Linked DNA regions of Mus musculus: all the other regions are linked to region 2. Evidence: chromatin contacts called from public promoter capture Hi-C data. All regions are on one chromosome and are shown on one strand. The core of a region is the stretch at or near the end of the contact, and the rest is flanking DNA. Distances in the headings are between cores, read along the strand shown.

What was found. Promoter capture Hi-C pulls out the DNA fragments that hold promoters and counts their contacts.
Region 1: a promoter capture Hi-C map of stem cell-derived epiblast-like cells shows a contact between it and region 2, with 7 times the contacts expected there. The contact joins the promoter of Ms4a13 here to the promoter of Olfr1419 in region 2. A contact is called at or near these places in 6 of 39 promoter capture datasets (cranial neural crest, embryonic stem cells, hippocampal neurons and 3 more), 2 of 484 Hi-C or Micro-C datasets (both in embryonic stem cells) and 3 of 9 other capture datasets (embryonic stem cells, liver and macrophages).
Region 3: a contact with region 2 is called in a promoter capture Hi-C map of embryonic stem cells, with 5 times the contacts expected there. The contact joins the promoter of Ms4a19 here to the promoter of Olfr1419 in region 2. A contact is called at or near these places in 11 of 39 promoter capture datasets (the HPC-7 cell line, cranial neural crest, embryonic stem cells and 5 more) and 1 of 9 other capture datasets (adipose tissue).

The regions. Positions count from the first base shown.
Region 1 is chr19:11,195,387-11,198,439 of GRCm38.p6, forward strand. It overlaps Ms4a13 (membrane-spanning 4-domains, subfamily A, member 13), which reads right to left and starts at 1,351. Exons shown (of 7, transcript NM_001347435.1): 1 at 1,159-1,351. It overlaps 4930526L06Rik (RIKEN cDNA 4930526L06 gene), which reads left to right and starts at 1,431. Exons shown (of 3, transcript NR_045317.1): 1 at 1,431-1,578.
Region 2 is chr19:11,869,953-11,872,782 of GRCm38.p6, forward strand. Olfr1419 (olfactory receptor 1419) reads right to left here and starts at 1,353. Exons shown (of 1, transcript NM_001011775.2): 1 at 194-1,353. The coding sequence starts at 1,262. The coding sequence ends at 231.
Region 3 is chr19:11,163,608-11,166,807 of GRCm38.p6, forward strand. Ms4a19 (membrane-spanning 4-domains, subfamily A, member 19) reads right to left here and starts at 1,723. Exons shown (of 8, transcript NM_001370777.1): 1 at 1,665-1,723; 2 at 1,383-1,443.

The sequences.
Region 1 (3,053 bases), core at 101-2,600, 670 kb before region 2:
CACATCTGTAGTGAGTTCATGAGTGCATCACCCATGTTACATTCAGAGGACAATGTTGCACAGCCCTTTCTACCACTTCTGACTTTAAATCTTCCTACCCTCTCTTCTATAACGTTCATGGAGCCTTGGTGTGTGTGTGTGTGTGTGTGTGTGTGTGTGTGTGTGTGCGCGCGTCCCAGAAAAATGATTTAAAACATCTAAAACGTTTTTACTTTAAAATAATTGTGTATCTGCATGTGTGTTTGGATGCCTATGAAAAAGGGTGTCAGGTCCCCTGAAGTTTAAGTTGGCACCGAGCTGCCTGATAAGAGTGTTAGCAATTAAACTCTGGTTCTCTGCAAAAACAGCAAGATTCATGACCACTGAACCAGCTCACCAACCTCAAAAAAGATTTTTTAAAATAAAATGAAGAGAATGACATCTTCAGAGGACACACCAATTTCTTCATGAACTGCTTCCTGCCCACCTTCCCCTCTCACTTGGTCACTCGGACTTCATAGCTTAACAACCCTGGTAGTAACCCTTTCCCCAAAGCCTGCTTGTGCTACAAGGTAGCTAGATACACAGATGTTTGTCTTAACATTTTGCCCGTAATTCCTGCCACATTGTGTTGCAAATTTTTTTCAAGACTAACTTCAAATCACTTTGTTGTCCCCAGAAATTATAAAGTTCATTTCCATGTGTTCGTGGTCATTCCTGCTTAATTCCCTGGCCATATGCATTCAGTTACTCCCCTCTTTCTTCCCCCTTTTCTGATAAATATTTTAAGTGAATACTTTACTTAAGGTGACTAGTGGCGAACCTTGATGTTACAGTCATGAGAAGTATTTTACTTTTCACCTCACATCATGATACACCCATATACCGGCAGTCAGTACTAGATGAAATCTAGAAGGAGTGGGTGGGAATAAGTAGCTGCTGGCAGCTACTTGTGAGGTCAAGGCAGGACGATTGCTCAGCCCAGGAATTCTAGAGCAATCTTGTCAACACAGTGAGACCCCACATTTCAAAAAGTAAATAAAAGTATTTTTTAGAAGGTCAAACGAGAGGGTATAAAAGATGGAGAATGGAGATGTGCCCACCTCTCTTTCCTCAACCCCCTTTCTCCAGACCGTGTCCATTTTGATGCTTAGCAAAAGTAAAGAGGCACACTGTTACCTCACATTTCAGTTGTCCCAAGACCCAAGGATCCAGTTTCACCCTATCAGGCCTAGGCACAGGCTGAAGAGAAGGATCACCGTGGATGGTGCTCTCAGCGCTAGATCTGGCTGCATAGCCATCAGAGGCAGCAGCGCGCAGTCTAGCTCCCAGGTGGTTGTCAAGCTCCTCAAGCCGCCGGGTTGTCAAGGGCAACAGCCCTCTCTTAGGGCAGAGGGATGAGAACCAGTGCGCAGACTCACTGGGGCCTGCGGGCCACGCCCTGGTCCCTCACTTCGATCCTCTTCTGGAGTTTCTAGTAATGGCTTCCCTGGACATGGCTGGAACACTGCCTCTTCAGGGATGCTTCTCCTAAGATAGAATGGCCGCAGAGACCTGATCGTTTACCACACATTTCAGAAGGTTTCAAGTTGTAAAAAGGCAAGTAAATGAGTTAATAGTTTACTCTTCTTCCACCCTCCTCCAAATATAAATGGCTAAAGAAATTAATGAAGAGACTCTTTAGGAAATGATTAAAATGACTGCTTTGACCCACCCGCTGGGGACATTTTACTATGCAGGCTCTCTGCACCGTATTGGTTTTGGATTTGATATGAGGCAGTAGTTCAACGTTTGTGAAGAGAAACATAAAGATGCATAGATAGCTATGAAAAGATAAAGAATACTCTACTACTGGAGAGCAAATGGGGAGACAGAAAGGAAAACCTGTTTTCTCTAGGGAGCACAGGCCACCTGCCGAGCACCGAAGACTTCCTGAGGGCTTAAAGACCCTTGGACAGTAGATGCTCCTTTAACCAGAGCATGCTGTGAGCTTTCATTTATTCCTGGAAGACTTAAAATTCTGGCTTACATTGCAAATATTTCGTGGATGATAATCCTTTTATGAAGGATAATCTTTTTATAATATATATTCATATAGTATTATATTATTTATATTTCATTATATGTTACATAGTATACATAAAATAGATATGTATACATAAATATATTTAAATATATTTATATGTAGCCGGGCAGTGGTGGCTCACAGCTTTAATCCCAGCACTTGGGAGGCAGAGGCAGACAGATTTCTGAGCTCGAGGCAAGCCTGGTCTACAAAGTGAGTTCCAGGACAGCCAGGACTACACAGAGAAACCCTGTCTCAAAAACAAACAAACAAACAAACAAAGAAACAAACAAAATATTATCCTTTGTCGGGCGTGGTGGCTCACGCCTTTAATCCCAGCATTCGGGAGGCAGAGGCAGGCGAATTTCTGAGCTCGAGGCCATCCTGGTCTACAAAGTGAGTTCCAGGATAGCCAGGGCTACACAGAGAAACCCTGTCTCACCCCCCCAAATATATATATATATAAATTATAAAAATTATATGAATCATATAAAATATAAATATATATTTAATTATAATGTATGTTGATAATAGTATTATGATATATTCTATATTATTTATAATATATAAATATATAAGTATATAATATTTATATAGCACTTTTAAAATTAATACACTATATGGTTCCGTATAATATAATAACATATAATGTATTATATATAAAAATAGAAAAGAGGCCCTTGGTCCTGTGAAGGCTCTATGCCCCAGTATAGGGAAATGCTGGGGCCAGGAAGTGAGAGTGGGGTGGGTTGGTGAGCAGGGGGAAGGGGGAGGGGGAAGGAGGGAGGGGGATAGGGGATTTTTTTCAGAGAGAAAACCAGGAAAGAGGATGACATTTGAAATGTAAATAAAGAAAATACCTAATAAAAATAGAAAAGGATAATCCTTTTATAAAGATTTTATAAAGATTTTACTTTTATAAAGTATGGCTAGCACTCCTAAGGCTTAAGTACTCAAAAGAGTCAATGAGGCTTTAAAGTTACTGAGGTCTTTTCCATGCTTTTTATAG
Region 2 (2,830 bases), core at 103-2,602:
GCTGAGCGGTCTCTTCAGCCCTGCTGTCAACAATCTTATTCATTTGTTTCCTCTTTTCCTCTGAGTTTCCTCTGCCAGCCTTTATCCTAAGTCCTGTGGTAGAAAAGAAGGCCGATTAAGGCAGCATGGGTCGATCCAGGACTCAGTCACTGAAAATCTAATAGAAGTAGAGGGTGACAATTAACACTTCCTAGACCCAGGTAGTCATGAGTGCAAGTACTGCTCCAGTCTCATGGCCTATTGATTTTGAGTTTCTTTTCCATCATACTGTGTTCTCCCTTGTTCAGTGAATAATTTCCCCCAGGAAGGAATCTTTCTGGCTTTCTGAACCAGAACATTCTTGTCAAAAGTCTTTTTACTGCATCAGTCACCTCTTGGTTCCTTAAACTATAGATTAAGGGATTCAGCAATGGGGAGAAGAAGGTATAGACAACAGATACTGCCCGGCCTTCTTCCGGGGAGTAGCTGGAGCTAGGGCGAAGGTAGATGAGGGTGCAACATCCATACTGCAGGACAACCACGAGGAGGTGTGAAGAGCAGGTGGAGAAAGCCCGGCGTTTCCCCTCTGCTGACGTCATCCTCAGGATGGTAGCCACAATGCAACCATAGGAGAGACAGATAAGGAGAAAAGGAATGGCTACTGCAGCCACGCTGATGGCAAAGAGAGCTGCCTGGTGTATATGGGTATCTGTACAGGCCAGGCGCATGACTGCAGGCATGTCGCAGAAGAAGTGGTAGATTTCATTGTGGCCACAGAATGGGAGGTGGCAGATCAGAATGGTCAAAGGCAGTGACAAAAGGAAACCCAGCCCCAGAGAACCTAAAGCCATCTGCCCACAGAGCTGCCAACTCATAATGAGGCTGTAATGCAATGGATGACAGATGGCCACATACCTGTCATAGGCCATGATGGCCAGCAGGACACAGTCAGATCCTCCAAGGAGGATGAAGAAGAACATCTGGGCCCCACAGCTGGGCAGAGAGATAAGCATCTTCCCCATGGAGAGAATGCTAGCTAGAGTCAGTGGAGCAATGTTGGTGGAATAGCCAAGCTCTAATGTGGCCAACACAAAAAGGAAGAAGTACATCGGGGTATGGAGGGAGTGATCCTGCCAGACTGTGAGCCCAATGGTGAGGTTTCCAATGAGACTTCCTAGATACAGCAGCAAGAAGCCCACAAACACTAGGGAAGCCACTGTAGAGTTGGTTGAAAAGGGGCGGAAGTGGAAATATACCACTCCTGTCTGATTTTCCTCCTCCATCAGACCTAGTACAAGGAAAAGAGTCAAGGGTAAAGTTACTTTCCCATGTCACTAAGCTATATTAAATCACAGTCTGCAGTTAACCAAGTGCTTATTCTCTGAGCTTCCTTTGAATTTCAACCCCAGCTAGCTCTGTGACTTTGGAGAAATATGGGCTCCAGCATTTTCACTGTAAAATTCAGAAATGTATGACACCCACCTCAGAGTGTTGGTGAAAATTGAGCAAGACTCTATGACTACAAGCACAGAGACCAATGCCAGGCATGCATGAGGGTCTCGATATATGCTACCTTGTGTTGTCCATGTCGTTCCTGATCATCATCCCTCTTCTTTTGGAGCAAAACTTTCTCACCGGCCTCATGCCCTTTTGTTTCTATGACTACACATTCATAGAACAGCTCACAAGTACAGATCTCTAAGGATGTATGTGATCCCCACACCAAGCGCAGACGGCAAGCTACACAAGTCTGCCTTTTACCCATTCTGCAAGTGTGGGTATTCAGAGCCCAGATCACTAAAATAGGATGCATTTTTACCTATCTAATCCTTTAAAACTTGGAATTCTGGTATTTTTTCTTAAATATTCAACAATTCAATTTCACAGTTGCATTGTGTCAAATAGCAACCTTACAGCTGATCCATCTTCTTCCACATCTCCTTTTATCCTTGTTCCAATGGCATCTACCTTATAAAGGATTTCCAACCTCCTTTTACAGGGCTCACCCCCCTACCTACCTCAATATTATAGGCCCAGTGTAGTCTTTTTTAAATGCTTTCTAAGCTGTGTTGATCAATTCTGAGAGTCTTAAAAGATAGCTTCTTATTCTTGCATTATCAATACAATTATTAAATCCTGAGTCACAAAACAATTTTATAAGTGAAAATGGAGTTCTTTGCTGAGGTGCAACTTCAGGAAATAACATTTAAAAATCTCTACTGCCCTGGTCACCGGCTCTGCCTCTGCTGACACTTCCATGTTTCTGAACTTAAGTAAGCTGCAATATGGACTCACACATGCCTGCACACACATTTCCGTGTGATTGTGGTTAGCCTTTCAGTTGAATGAAACTGACTAAATTAGCGACTGAATGGTCTTTCCCTTGATGTTTGCAGAGGATACTCAGAAAGCTAAGAACACTATTCTTCTAAAAGTGAAGGATGAGATCAAAGAACAAGTTCAACTATTGGTTTATGCTAGTTTGATAACCAATGTAGCCTAAGCTTCAATATGGCGTTTGGCTTTTCTTTGTTTTTATGGTGATCACGCTGCTGGAGGAGAAATCATTTCACTTGGGAGTGTGACCACCAGTAGACTAGGTTGCTTATGCTCATGTAGCCAATGCTAACAGAAAAGAGGGCATAAAGGTGAGAAGAACGCAGGGCACATGGGGGAGTCTTGGGTGGAAAGTGAGGAGGAACTGGGGTGTTTATAATCAAGATCCATTATATATGTATATGTATGTACATATATATATATACACACATATGTATGTATGTATATGAAATTCTCAAAAAATAAGCAACAATATTAATAAGTAAAAAGTGATTCTTCATGCTGGAAGCTCTTC
Region 3 (3,200 bases), core at 473-2,972, 710 kb before region 2:
TTTTTTTAAAGATACTTGGTTGCCCTCTGACAGGTTCTTTTGCACCAGAGACTAGTAGTATTCTGACAAAACTAATATTTACCTCTCAAAAAGTTTTGCTCACGGATCAGATTTAAGTTAGACTACGCTAAGTACTAAGTGATAACTGCTCCGATCACATCAATTCCTTGAGCACCTGCTCATATGCCCACATTGCTGCATCAGGAAATTTAGACCCTTGGTAGATTTGATCTACCCTGGTACCCACCCATCAGTGTTGTCTAAGTTTAAGTCTGTTTGGGGGTGGGGTGTGTGTGCCTGACTAGAAGGATCTGTGTCACATGCTTATGTTAGATGCAGAGGAGGCTGGAAAATAGAAATAGTATTCTAGAGTATAGGCAGGTTTCTTAAGTTAGTGAACAAGATAACCAGAGGGGATGTTCAGTAGGCAAGACAAGGATAACTCGTCATTTCTAGCATGGGCAGGGAGGGTGATGGTTCCTAGTTTGTATGAATCATAACTCCCCCCTCAGCCTCTATATTTAATGCTCATGAAAACTCTTCTTTATTCTAGCTGGTCTGAACAAAGGTGGATATCGAAACCATTTGGTGAGGCTGCAGAAGATGTAAAAGCAAGAAGCCAGGACATTATTAGATTCTATCTGTTCTAATGTACAGAACCGTAGAGCATGAAACTTTGCATGTGTGGGAAGAAGGGCACCCGGAGAAAATCAGAGACAGACGAAAAAACAGAACTTATCATCTTCTGACCACTTTCAACTTCTTAGTTCCATTTTCTTGGAAGCCTGGCTGCCTATACATCATGTAAACACTTATATATTATATTATATACATTAATTTTACTAAAACAAATAAGAGATAATTTATGTTTTTTCAGTCCAAGGTTAATACATTTGCTTTGAGTGGCTTTCTAGTTAGATTTGGCTTTGATAATCTCTACCTCCATTCCCAAGAAACAGCTCCCCAACCCCACCCAGCCTCTAAAGTCTCACTAATCTTTTCTGGTTCCCTTCAATCACTATATGTAGTTGTATGGGAATGTCAGGGCCAAGAAGCAGGAGTGGGTGGGTAGGGAAGCAGGGCGTGGGGGGAGGGTATAGGAAACTTTCGGGATAGCATTTGAAATGTATATAAAGAAAATATCTAATAAATAAAAAAAGAAAAAAATTCAAGGCATTGTCTTTAGATCTTTCAAAACAAACTTTTCCTTTTCCTCATATAAGTCACGGACTTTGAAGGTTTCAGTTGCCACGATAATGGCCCATTGATATTTGACAAGGAGAAAATACACTAAGGCACAGAGGAAAGCATTTTAGAAGATTCTTGAATTAAAAATTGCCCATTATGACAATTAAAAACTTACCCGTTATGCGATGACTTACAAAAAAATGTAATAAACTTCAAAGGCTCTTCTAAGTGACAAGAATCACCTGGAGGGTTGTACTGGGGAGAAAAAAGAAGCCAGGATACAATTGAAGCTCTCCAGGAAGCAGTGTCCAATGCCTGTCCTTAATGTGGTCTGTTCAAGGGTCATGGATCCATACTCTGTCACAACCCCAAGGTTAGAATAGGATAATCCTGAAAGGGTTGCTTTTAGGTCCAGATCTTTCTGCCCTGGCTTTCCTGCAGGCAGGCATCTGCCACCTTCATGTGCCCCTCATTACCTCTTGCGGATCCAGCGCAGCTGCGGTTGTGTCTCAGAGCAACCGTGGTGAAGGGTGCCACGTGAGGAGGGCCACGCAGAAGTTAGTTCCACTGGCCCTTGAAGGTTCCATCCAGCCTTCATGCCCGCGAGAGGTAGATGCGGTTAGGGTTTGGGGCCAGCAGGAGGAGCTCTAGTGCGGACATCCTTTACTGACCAGTGTTGGGCATACTCTAGCTATTAATCTGCAGTCCTTGAGCCCAGCTATGGCTGATTCCCTGCTCCATAGACTTCCCCACCAAGCAAATACTACCAACTGTTTTCCAGTAGAAGAAGCAAGTCTTTCTATTGTGAGTCTCCTCAAAAATCAAAGTTCTAAACTCTAGAAGGAAGGATGTTGTTGGAACCCTGGATCTGGTGGTGTTTGGGCAAGATGTATCTTCTGTTCCTCTCTCTGCAAAATCGAGGTCACACTTGCTCTGTGGACTTTCCATTTTCAGAAATTAGATTGCACAAGTCCGTCATCCACTCTGGGACAAGAAACTCTAAACATAGTGGGCAGTATGCCAAAAGAAGAGATGGAGGCTGGAGGTGGACTTGAGAAGGGACCCAGAGGAAGATGAGAGGAGTTGTGGGGGTGAAAGACAATTAAAATTCATTATATAAATGCATGGAACTGTCAAACAACCAATCAACAAATAAATTAACCCCGACAAAAGGCTACTGCTCTATGTAATCTAGTCCTAAATGGTAGGTATTAAAGAACCCAAATTTGACAGTCATGTCTATGAGGCTGAGAGTCATTTATGATATGACTAAACAGGTAAACACTAAACCCAGTAAAGTGTAAGGGTGCTATATCGGGCACCTGGAAGAAGTGAATAAATTAACAGAAGGTCATTTGGTCTAACTTACTCAGATTACATTGAGTCTCAAAAGCAATGGTGACTTGGTTAGCTGCTAACTAAAGGAGTGTTCCTCACAGGCAATTTGTTGAGGCTTCCAGTACCAGGTATTCCATGTATTATGTAATTTATTGAACATATAATTCTCTAGGAATTAGAATGCTCCAATATTTATATATCCTGTTGAGGATAAATATGAATGACATTGTTTATGTATTAGTAGTAAGGAATGGAAAAAATATAGAATATCCTTTACCTTAGAGTTTACCTTGTGGGAAAGGTGGGGTGAGAGATGATCCATTTTAGTATTAGGTGGTCAGACAATAAAAATCGAATGCAGCTTAGGTGGTAAGGAGCAGACAGAAAGGTAAGGATGCCCTTGCAGAGCCCTGAGCTCTAGGAAAAAATGGAAAACGATGCCTAAATCTCTCAAGGGTTATGCATTTGGTTGCTGGCTTTTTGCAATGTGAAGGTGAGTGCTATCACTGAAAAGAAGTGGCCTCAGAGGACAGATGGAAGTCAGACTCGACCTAGAGTAGAGTCAAAGGGAAAACACGAGGTAATTGTGTGGAGATAATATGTACTTACCTCTGGAGCTCTGGCTTTAAGAAAGGAAAGGTAGTTGTGTGCAGAGGGAGTCCTACGGGGGAGTT